Linked DNA regions of Rattus norvegicus: region 1 is linked to region 2. A link is a contact called in public Hi-C data. All regions are on one chromosome and are shown on one strand. The core of a region is the stretch at or near the end of the contact, and the rest is flanking DNA. Distances in the headings are between cores, read along the strand shown.

Region 1 (6,404 bases), core at 1,125-3,624, 170 kb before region 2:
TTTACATAGTTAATATTACCCAACAGAAAATTCTATATATAGCACCTTCTGCTAATCTCCCAGAACTGTACACCACCAATCTGAGCTGTCTTCTTTCATGGGGCACAAATCACATGCCAGGAAATGCCCACAAAGAGACTCATTCTAACCAAATGGAGACCCACGCATCATTTCATCATTACCCTGTGCTGTAAGCAGCATAACAGCCACTTCCCAGCCTGCCATCCCTTGTGGCACCCTCGATAACAATAAACTTTCCTTTGTATTCAGTTTCATGGAGTATGTTTGTTACTTGCCTGCTAGCCCCTGTTGATAGGTGGCCACCCCTATCTAAGCCAAGGTTTCAGGGCAACTGGGAGTGGGTAAGTAGTGTGATATCAATCAAAGAGTAAAGTTAACAGAAGGAGGAACATTCCTCTCAGTGAGTATTGGGAATCTCCTGGTCTCAGGTTGTTCACAAATGCCTGTAACTCAAGCTCCAAGGGACCCAGAGCCTTCTGTGGACCTCTCCTATGCACCTGCTCACATACATGCACGTATGCTTGCAAAGACACACACACACATAAGCAAATACAACACATGCTATTAAAAAGGGAAATCCTCAGTAAGGACTCCAGTCCCAGTGGTGGGTGCTGGGTTGTGGATGCCGGCCAGAAGACAACTCATTTACAACTCTACCTTGTTGAGTGTTTTTGAGGAAAACAAAGTAAATTAGAGAGATGTACAATTCACCCAGCAGCCTGATCCCACTGCCGCTATCAGCTGCCCTCCCCTTCCCTGGATTCCTCATCTTTCCCACGGCTGTCTGTTTCTGAATTCTGCCTGTGATTGTTCACACAGCGTGTGGTTGTTTTAACAATATCCTTTACTATTGTATTTATTATCAACTCTCCTATTTGTGCACAGCTGCCCAAAACAGAGCCATGTCAGCGAGACTTTATCTAGTGCTGCTGGATGAGGAAAGGCTGGCTGGCTCCTGCACCAGCACCCAAGTACCAGTGACACATTCAGACAGGGCTCAAACTGGGACCCGAGACTCAGCTGCTTCACCGTCTCTCATGACCTGATCTCTGTCATCAGAAGTAATTTGAGGGGCTACAACACTACCCACCTGGGGGATAGTTAAGAGAACCAAGTTAAAACACGAAAAGCAACTAGGCATGATGATGGCTCACCTTTGAAATCCTAGCACTTAGGAGTATGAGTCAGGGCCATAGCCACAAATATGAGGGCAACCTGGGCTCCTTAATGAATTCTAGATCAATCTGGGTTACAGAAGTATGACCTTATGTTAAAACCAGACAGACAGATAGACAAACACACACACACACACACACACACACACACACACACACACACACACACACACACACCTCTGAGGCAGACGTGGCAGCACAGGAGGAAGAGGCAGGAGGTTCAGGAGTTCATAGCTCTCCACAGGCACAAATCGAGTTGGAGGCCAGCATGGAATGATGGGACCCTGTCTTCAAAAAAAAAAAAAAAAAAGCCAATAGGCCTGGGGCATGGGGCATGGCTCAGAGGGCCATGGGACTGTGGTTAATCCTACTGAGGCTCCTACATGACTCTCGAGTGAGCAGCCCATCTGTTTTCATATAAGGAAACCGATGTAAATAGAGAGGGGAAGTGGTTTGCCTGAGGTCCCTCTGGATGCTAGAACCTCGATCTCAGGATTTCCAGTCCCCGTTGGCCTCCGTGGCACAATAACTCTGGACACTCACCTGGTCGGCCCCGAACGAGGTGAGGTTGCTCCTGACGGAGCTGGCAGCCAGCGCCAAGAGAAGCAACACTAAGTAGAGGGTGGTCGCGCAGTAGGGGCTGGACCAGGAGCCTTGGCAGTTTGCGGATGGACAGGCAGGTTTCAGTGGCAACTCGGGCATCTCTCCACAGAAGGATCTGCGGCCATCGTCGGTGATGGTGGTGAGCAACAAGCCAGTGGCAGCCAGGTAGAGCAGCAGGCTGAGCGAAATAGCAAGGAAACGGCCCAGGTACACGTCGGCCAGCCAGCCTCCCACCGGAGCCAGCAGGTAGGAGGCGCCTAAGAAGAGGAGTGTGGCCCGCGACGCGTGCTCACCATCCCAGTTGAAGTTCAAGCTGTTGAGGTAGAGCACGAGGTTGGAGGTGACGCCAAAGAAGGCAGCGCGTTCCAGCATCTCCACTAGCAGCACCGCAGCAGCTGCTGTCCGCCTCCACCGTCGGGGCCCCCACCGGCCTTGAGCCACCAGTGGTTGCCTCTCTCCGGATCTGCTTGGCTGCTGTTCGGCGCGAAGTGCGGACATCGTGGGCTTCCTGTCTCCGTGACCCAGACTCTTTCCTTTGTCCTCCCCTCTTCTCTCTTAACCCCGATTGCCCTCTTTTCTCAACCCTGTCTCCTCTTTTTCCCTCAGGTTCCTCTCCTTGCAACCTAGTTTCTATCTCCACCTTAATTCTTCACCCTCTCCTTCCACTCCCAGTTCTTGTTCATCTACCCCGTGCTTTCTACCTAGTCGTCTTCTCTCCTTCCTCCACTCTGGCCTAGTCTACCCTCCCAACGCCACCCAACCATCCTGCTTGCTCCACTTCTCTATCCCCTCCCCCCTTCCTGCTAGTCTCCCCCTTTGGTTGCCCTTTCTCAACCGTTGTCCCCTTCTCTTATCACCTGGGCCTCAGTGTCTCCCCTGGCCCTGCCACCTCCTCCACACAGCACTCTTTGCCTGACTGCTTCTCTTCCTCCCTGAGTCCCCTCTGGCTCTCCCTCCCAGCTTAGTCTCTGTCCCCTTTTCAGCTTAAGAAACTCTGGGCTTCCCCTTTTCACTGGTCCTGTGGCTGCCTACGTCACCCAGTATTTAGGAGAAATGAAAGTCTGTGGGTCACAGGGTCCCTTCTCATTCAGCTTTCCAAAAATCTCCCTTCTTCTGGGCTGTTGTCGGCCCTCTTAGCCGATCTGCCGGCTTTCCCAGGGACAGGAAGGGAGCCTTCCTTTCAGTTTCACTCCAACCCGTTTCCCTTCCCATCCTAAAGCAGCATCCTCCTCCGCTAGAGTTTGATTATCGCTGTAGCTGGGGACTTTAGATGGGGCAGGCAGACACTGAGGGGTATCTTCTGCTTAGGGAACCATGTTTGGAGGAAGGTCCGGATCCTTCAACCTAAAAGGAATGGTGACGCTAAGATCAGTACGCCGGGCCGGATCTGTGACGGCCATAGGCCATGTGAAGGATTTGGTAGTCCCAGGTATTCCTTCACAGATCTAGAGACAACCGCAGTAGGAGTGGGAAGGGAGGTGAGAAGTGACTGGATCCTGCTATCTGAGCTCCAGGGCTCACCACAGCCTGTTTCAAGGGAAATACTGGCATGCACTTTGCATTGCAAAAGCAACAGAGGGGAAGGAAGTGGCGCCATATGGGAGCCACAAGATTGACAGGGGCACTGACCTCAGACTAAATCACAGTGACCCCTTACTCAGATCCCTCTGGTGCCTTATAGGAAAATAAAGATGAGCCAGTCACTTCTTGACCTAAATGTTCAAAGGGCTCTGACCCTTACCTCTGTCTAGATCTCAACCCACTGAGTATGGTCTGCTGATCTTTCTGCTTACCTCCCAGGCTAAGTCCTTCGGCTGGCAAGGCGCCTTGCTTTGCTGTCTCTTGTCCAGATAGACTCTTCCTCAAGCCCTTCACGAGTCTACTTTCTCTTGATTTAGGTGTCGGTGTAAAGATCACTCCCGGGGCCTTCCCAGGCCGTCTGAGGTTAGAAGCTTCCCCACGGGATTTTCACCATCACATGCAGCAGGCCACACTGTCTCATTCAATCTCCATGGCTCAGTTACTGTTTTATGCTCTGCCCCTGGCGGGAAAGGACTCACACTAGTGGGGCAGAGACATTTGAGAACCATTCGTCAACCCTTCCTAGTACTTCCCAGTGCTTAGCAATGGCAGCCATTCGTTAAGTATTGGTTGAATAAAAGAATAAAAGAATGAGGGTGACTTAAGCGGCAGAAAGGACGACATCAGAAAGCTAGAAGCTAAAATAGACACCTTTGCTAAAAACCAGAGTCACCAGCAAACACCTGGGCTTTAAACTTGTGTGTGTAACTTTGTTTTATTATTTTGTTTGCATATGTATTGATTTTTATGTTATGTGCATTAGTGTTTTGCCTGCGTGTATGTCTGTGTGAGGGTTGCAGAGCCCCTGGAGTTGGAGTCACAGACAGTTGTGAACTGCCATGTGGGTGCTGGGAATTGAACTGGGTCCTTTGGAAGAGCAGCCAGTGCTCTTTAACTCTCAACTCCCCTTTTGCTTGGTTTTTGAGACAAGGTCTCAGTGTAGGCCAGGTTGGTCTGTAACTCAGACTGTGTATCCAAGGATGGCCTTGAACTTCTGATCTTCCCACCTCCACCTCTAGAGTACTGGGACTGTAGGTGTTTGTCCTCATGCCCAGTATATGTGGGGCTGGTAATTAAACTCTGGACCTTGGGCATGCAGGGTTACCACTCTACAAATTGAACTACAGTCCAAGCCTGGGTTTTATTCATTCATTTATTTTTAGAGATGTATTTATTTTTTATTTTATGTGTGTGAATGTTTTGCATGTATGTATGTATGTATGTTTACCACATGAGAGCCTGGTCCTCTCAGAGGTCTGAAGAGGGTATCACATTCATTGGAGCTAGAGTGAAAGACAGTTGTGAGCTATCATGTGGGCGCTGGGAAACAAACCAAACCTTTTCTCTGGCAAAGCAGCCAGGACTCTAAATGTCTGAGCCGTCTCTCCAGCCTTTCATCCCAGTTTTTAGCACTTTATATCAGGGCAGAAGCCCAGCTGTGACAGAGAAGAAGAATCCATGGACACATATGATTCACTGTAGAGAGGGGTAATATAATTTGACTAAGATAGACAAAGGCAAGGCCGGGAATGGAGGCACATACTTTTAACCCCAGAATTCAGGAGGCAGAGGCAGGTGGATCTCTATGTTCAGAGCCAACTTGGCCTACATAGAAAGGGGAGGGGGACAGAGAGAGAAAGAAAGAGGCAGAGACAGGGACAGAAGAGGCCATTCCCAACAGCTCACCCCTTCTTCTCTTGGAGGACATTTCAGGATCCTCTGACACCAAGATGTGTCAATGAAGCTCAAGTCACATAAGACCCAACTCCTTCCTTCATCAGCCATGGAGGTAGGCAGAGGTGACAAATGCCGATCCAGAAGCCACAGACAAAGTGTAACACTCACTTGTTGCCAGTCATCTTCAGGGATCCAGGAAGAGAACACTTTCTCTTGTGCTTAGAGAAATCAAAAGCAGCAAACAAAGAAAACCATGGCACTGGGCATGATGGTGTATCCTGTGACTCCAGTTCCTACCAGCCTGGAGCATGAGGATTCTGAGTTCCTGGGCGTAAAAGGGAAGGGAAGGGAATGAACACGCCCATTCTTGGGGGTGCAAGTAACAGAATGCAGCTCTTTGTTGCCACAGGACAAGCTTTAGAGACTTGGCTTTACTCCCTCCCACCACCACTAGGAGGACTGGATGGCTCTAGTGAATGGAACAAGAGCTGATAGTCAAGCCTCAGGTTCCTCTCTGGTGTTTGGACTAGTTAGAACTCCATTGTTCAACCTTGGTGAACCCTCCTGTGCCCACCCAGAGCTTCACCTCTCTCTCTCTCCTCTTTCTACACTTCCTGGCTCACTCCACCGTCTACCCAGCTTCCAGCTCCAATTCACCTGCATCTTGACCCACGGAAAGCCTAGAACTTTCCGTGAATCATTACTATGGTCCCCCACGACTTGGCTCCGTAGTTTCCTTTCCTTAAAAGTCTCCCTAATTTCTCCAGGGAGGTTGGGTTACCCCTCAGAACGCCCACAATGACTCACGCTGTCTGCTCATCTATTTCTTAAGAGGATTAGATACTTTGGGGAGCAGGGGTTACATTTTCTTTTCTGTGCTTCAGCACCTAGAGACATGCCCATCCGCTCCAAGAGAACAAACTCTGGAGTTGACCAACTTGAAAACAGGCACAGTCAGAACCCTTTACAGTCGATCCTTTAAGTTTATTATCTGAAAACTACAGGAGAACCATACTTACATTAGACTTCTTTGTAAGCATTAAAATGAGATAACTTAGTCCTGCGGCTGGCATGTATTAGAGGGCCAATACATGTCTATACCTTAATTAGTGTGATGGTTACCTATGTCAACTTGACAAGACTTGAATCGCTTGGGGAGAGAGTCTCCAAGAGGGAGTGTCTACAAAGGGTTGGCCTGTAGGCTTTTCTGTGGGGATTATCTTGTAAGTAAAACAATGTGGGAAGTTCTGGTTCATTGTGGGTGGTGCCATTCCCTACGCAGGGTGTCTGTAACTCCATAAGAATAGAGAAACCAAGCTAAACACAATCAATTAAGCAAACAAGCAA
Region 2 (5,884 bases), core at 2,752-5,251:
TCTTCTGCCTTCCCCTCTCAAGCTCTAGGATTACAGGTATGTATCACCACATCTGGTTTTTTTTTGTTTTGTTTTGTTTTAAGATTTATTTATTTCATGTATGTGGGTACACTGTAGCTCTCTTCAGGCATACCAGAAGAGGGCATCAGATCCAATCACAGATGGTTGAATTGAACTCAAGACCTCTTGGAGAGCAGTCAGTGCTCTTAACTGCTGAGCCATCTCTCCAACCTCTCCCCCACAATCCTCCAGCCCCCCCCCCATATACTTTTATTCTAAATAAATTTACTCTTTATTTGGGAGGGTTATTATTTGTTGTCTGTTTTTGCCTTTTTACTGGAAGAAGGGCAGACAGGGACTCACTACATAGCTCAGGCTAACTCAAAACTTACTATGGAGCCCAGGCTGGTCACAAACTCCTACCTTAGCCTCCCTAAAGCTAGGATCACAAACCACAAACCGAGGTTCTTTCCTTGTTTGGTTGTTCGCTTGTCTTGAGAAAGGGTCTTATACAATCAAAGCTGGCCTCAAACGGGCTTTGTAGTCAAGGCTGGCCTTGAACTCCTGATCCTCCAGACTCCCTCTCCCAACCATTAATCATCCACACCACAGCTGATTCGTGTGGTGTAAGAGATGGAGCTCACTGAGTCCTAGGCCAGCACTGCACTAACTGAGCTGCACTGCCAGTCCCACACGACTCCCTTTAACTTCACTCAGTATCCACTCCCCGTTTGAGTTTCCTTGATTCTGAAATTCCTTTAAAAGGCTACAATGGAGCCCAATGGCACAGTGCTTGACAGCATGTGTGAGGCCTGGGGCTTGAGCCCCAGTGCTGAAAATAAAGCAAAGTGGTTTTTTAACCATTCAAATTGTGAGTTGGGCTCTAGAGTATGCCCATATCTACAACATGTTTGCTGGTTCCTAAGACATTTTGTAGATAAGTCTCCATTTTATGCCACTTCAGAGATGATCTATGGTTAAGAGCACTGGCTGTTCTTGCAGAGAAACCAGGTTCAATTCCCAGCACCCACGTGGTGGCTCACAGATGTCTGTAACTCCAATTCTCAGGGGTCCAACACTCTCTCTGGCTTCCATAGGCACCAGGTATATACATGGTACATAGACATACATATAGGCAAAACACCCATATATATATAAAATAATAATATAACATTTTTTAAAGTGTCTAGTGTGAGTGGGGCTGAGCAGATGGCTCAATGGTTAATTGTGCCTGTGGATCTTACAGAAGACCCCAGCATCAATACTGAGTGGCTCACGGCCACTTGTAACTTCAGCTTTGGGAGAGCCAACACTCTTTTCTGGCATCCACCCACATGAATCTACCCACACATAAATACGTGAACAAGCACACATGCACACACACAGACACACACACACACACACACACACACACACACACGCCTAAATTTTTTAAGTTTTGGGGGACAGTAAGATGATGATGGCTCAGCAGGAAACAACATTTCCTGCTAAATCCTCATCCTGTCTCCAGGACCCACATAGTGGAAAGAGAGAATGAGCTTCCACTGTGACTTCCATACAACCCTGCCCTTCCATGCAACATATACCTACATACGTAAATAGTATAATTCTTAAAACGTGTGCCTAGAGGCTGGAGATGTGACTTGGTTAGCAGAGTATACGGAGCATGCTCGGAGCCCTGGGCTCCATCCCCTGCAATACTCTGCATAAACCCGGCAAGGTGACTCACACTCAAAACCCAAGCACTCAGGGGACAGAGGCAGGAAGATCAGAATTTCAAAGCACACTGGGTATATACCAAGGCCAGCCAGGGATAGAGGAGATGCTGCCTCAAAAATAAAAGGTATTTGGACCACCAAAATCCAGAGTATCAATGGAAGCACATTTGTCATGGCAAGGACCTGGGACCACAATGGCTCTCATTAGTGACTAGCAATGGATAGATTAGCATAGCTACTTGGGAAGATGGCTTGACAGGTCAAAGTGCAAAAGGGAGGCATAAGAGGTGGGGCTCCAATTCCACAACTCCACCTACCACCCAAGTCGTGAGGTCAGACCACACTGTCACTGTTGACTCCTGTGGGGAGAAGAGTATTATTCTGTAGTCTATGCTGTAGTGCCAGTTTAAGGAGGTAAACATGTGTCTCCTAGGCCAAAGGCTCCCAGGGGTGTTTTTCTGACAAGATGATTAAAAAGAATATTTATTTGCATGTCTGGATGGGCAGACCAACCTGGGTCCTATCAGGGGAGCTGTAATAGGTGCTCATCACGTGGGAATTTTGTTTGAAGTCATTGCTTTGTCTCACCTGCAGGCTGCCTCAGATTCCACAGCTAGGCTCAGCCCAGACTGCACCATGCTCTAGATGTCAGCCCACAGCCATATGCGAGTTCTCCATAACTCTCTCCAACTGGATATAAGTCAGGGTTCCTGAGAGCCCTCCTTCAGTTTGGATCATTTGTTTGAGTGGCTCAGAGCTTGGGGGAACATTTCCATTGTGTGTGTTCACTCATTTGCTGTGGGGGCCATGGGGGTGGGGATGGGGGTGGGTTGGAGAGATGGCTCAGCTGTTCCCAGCACTGGCTGCTCTTCTAGAGGTACTGGGTTCAATTCTGAGCAACCACATGGTGGCTCACAACCATCTTTAATGGGATGGGGGTGGGGGGAAACACCCTTGGAGGCCAGAAGAGTGCACTGGATCCCCTGGAATTGGAGGGCTTCCAGGTCTGCAGCACTATAGGGACCCGCATCAGTTGGTAAGTTCCCCGTCCCCAAACTCTGTCCATTTGCTTTTCTTTTTTTTTTTTTTTTTTTTTTTTTTTTTTTTTTTTTTTTTTTCCGGAGCTGGGGACCAAACCCAGGGCCTTGCGCTTGCTAGGCAAGCGCTCTTCCACTGAGCTAAATCCCCAACCCCCCATTTGCTTTTCTAAGGAGACTTTGTCACAGCTTCCTCAACAAGAACGTCAAAATGTGGCAGAACAGAAAGGGTAAAAGCTAAGGTTAACAGATTCTGCGTGGTGTCCTGCTGTACCCTCTAGGATGAAGAGTGTCTTCCCACTTGCAGGGAGGGGCTTAGGAGCCAGGGACAGTTTGTGAAGTACCTGCATCATAATATCCGAGCTGCTAACATTTAAAGAGCAGGAATTTCACATAAAAAAAAAAATCCAGGCTTTGACTTCTCTCGAAAATGTGGCCAATTTGGCACCATGGCTTCCTTCCAGCCTGGCATTGGCAAGTCAGAGCTGGCTCGAGACTGCCTCCTTGTGGTAAGACAATGTAGCACCATGCCCACCATGGCCACCCAGACTACCCACTTTGCCTCCTAGGTCCTGAGCAGGCCCATCTTGCCCCAGATTGAAAAGTCCATGAAGGCAGGGACTAACTGCCTATCTGTTGGTTTCTGAAGAAAAATAAAATGTTTAAAAGTCTTCCATTTATCATGGATACATTTTTACATTTACTGATCTATTTGTGTGTTTGTTTTATGTGGGTGGGTGGGTGCCTCTGAACTACCACGGAGGTGTATGGAGGTTAAAAATTGCTTAAACAAGTCAGTTCTATCTTCCCACCACGTGGGCCCTGGATAGCAAACTCAGGTTGTCAGACCAGGCCTTCTGTACCTCCCAGTAACCCACTCTCTAATGAGGACAGCAGAGTACACTTCACAGGCCACTTAGTAACTGGTGGGATCTGACCAGCAGAGAGGCACCTAGCACTTACCTTTGTCACTTTATCCACAGGGTCTTTATCACCAAGATAGCAGGCGTCTCCCCACTCTGTAAAATCAGGTGACTTGGTGCTACGTTCACAACCACAAAAACTCCCTAGATTCTGAGAAAGTTTAGCCCTTTACTCTCCTGACCAGGGTAAAGATGTTATCGGGGAGGTTTGCATTTCTTATCAGGCCCCATTAGTGGCCCTCCAGGGTCTGATTAGAGCAGGCCAGACGTACTTAATAAGCAGTTCTCCACACAGCTTCAGGCCCAGAGCTTCTCCCTAGCACCTTAGCCTGGGAAAGGATCATGAAATGGCTTTGGGTCCTCGGGCTTGTGGCCCTCTCAGAGTGCTTGGTCAAGTAAGTATAAACTGAGTGCTATCAGCCTGGCCTCTTTCTCACTCCTGTAAAACTGTCTGACCCTCTTATCCCATGCCTATCCTACAGTGAAGAAGGAAATGAAATCCCCCGCTGGCCTTCATAACCTTCAGATGTCCATTCATCAGTGATAGTTTGCCAGGAACACCGGAAGGCCCAGAAGTCTTGGGGCAGGCATACAGGGTCACCCAACTCCAAGAGCACAAGTCACATCATGGTCTGTGTGACGTCTCTCACCAAAATCCTTCAGTGCAGCTTTAGGGGTATAGCTTCTATGTTGTCTTTTAGACCTCTCTCAGCATGTCTGTCTGTCCATCCATCCATCTGTCCACCACCACCTCTCTGAGAGTCTCTGTGTCCACAGACCTCTCTCTCTCTCTCTCTCTCTCTCTCTCTCTCTCTCTCTCTCTCTCTCTCTCTTTGGGCTCAGGCCTCATCATTTCTCACTTTAGCTCCCTGGCATTTCCCATTTTTCTCTCATCCCTCACCTCTGATTGAAACAAGGTGGGTTTGAGGGCTGCTTCCACCTGCGTGCAGTGGTATCTGCTTGTAATGTCAGCTTTTGAAAGATAGAGACCAGATGATAAGAAGTGTAAGGTCATCCTCAGTTATATATCAAGTCTGATGCTGCCCAGAATACATAAGACCCTGTCTCAAAATGAAAAGTCAAAAGGGGGTGGGGCTTCTTCCTAGGCGTAGCTTTGATTGGTAACCATCATGGTGACCAAAGCTGAGTCACAAGGAAAGGGGCTTTGGGGTAGAAATGTCCCATCTTCCACCCTTCCTCTCTGGCTACTTTGAGAAAGACAATACTGGGAAGAGTGTTAGGACAGATGGTAGATGTTCCATCACCGGCGGTCCATCACCGCCACCCTGAGCAGTCAACGTGAAGCGAGTTATTTTCCCATCTTCTTTACAGAAAGGGAAGCTGAAAGGTTCAGAACGGCCCCGTGGCCGGCTCGAAAGCGAATACCAGAGCCTGGAAACCAGGCACCCTGCCATTGTCTTCTCACTGTGATCTATCTTCTTTGGAAAACCCACTGTGCAGTTGCAATGCAAGGTGTGGTCCCCCGGAGTCGCCTCTTGGCGCCCCACGGCTCCTTGATCTCTCACTTAATTTCCTTCCGGATGCTCATTTAAAGAATCCCTCTGATGAAGATTAAGTCCATGCGAGAAAACCTGCGGGAAAGCCACATGCTGAAGGATTACCTGGAGAAGTACCCTCGCAGCCGTGCCCACGTGCTTCTTGAGCAGCGCAGGAACCCATCAGTAACTTATGAGCCTATGAGGAACTACCTAGACGTAAGTGTGACGGGAACTGGAGCTCCCGAGCGCCCCCTAGGGCTTTTGCCTAGCACTGTGGCCCCTCTGAGGAATCCTGAATTGGGGCTGAGGTTCCTAAAGTCAGAAAGGGTAGAGAGCAGGGGCTGAGGTGGCTCAGCAGCTAAGAGCACCTGCTGCTCAAGTGTGAGGACCTCAGTTCAAATCCCTAACATTCACATAAAAATCACATAAAATACGAACTGGATGTAGACACACACACACACACACACACACACACACACACACACACACACACACACACCCCTCTGTGTCACCTGCTGTGGGAGCAGAAACAGGAGAGTAGCTGGGGTTTGTAGCCTGCCAGCCTAGCTCCATGCTCAGTGAGAGAGCCTATCCCAAAAGAATAAGGTGGAGAGTCACAGATCAGGATGCCCAGTGTCCTCCTCTGGCCTCTATTTGCACCTGCACATACACAACACAGACACACACACACACACACACACACACAC

What was found. Hi-C and Micro-C count contacts between places; a contact is called where the count stands out from the background.
Region 1: a contact with region 2 is called in a Hi-C map of liver, with 2.6 times the contacts expected there. The contact joins the promoter of Slc15a3 here to the promoter of Pga5 in region 2. A contact is called at or near these places in 6 of 12 Hi-C or Micro-C datasets (Schwann cells, kidney, liver and 2 more).

What each region holds. Positions count from the first base shown.
Region 1 is chr1:216,913,225-216,919,628 of GRCr8, reverse strand. It overlaps Slc15a3 (solute carrier family 15 member 3), which reads right to left and starts at 2,374. Exons shown (of 8, transcript NM_139341.1): 1 at 1,740-2,374. The coding sequence starts at 2,297.
Region 2 is chr1:216,750,184-216,756,067 of GRCr8, reverse strand. It overlaps Pga5 (pepsinogen A5), which reads left to right and starts at 4,001. Exons shown (of 9, transcript NM_021753.1): 1 at 4,001-4,073; 2 at 5,234-5,393. The coding sequence starts at 4,021. It also overlaps a transcript of Vwce not described here.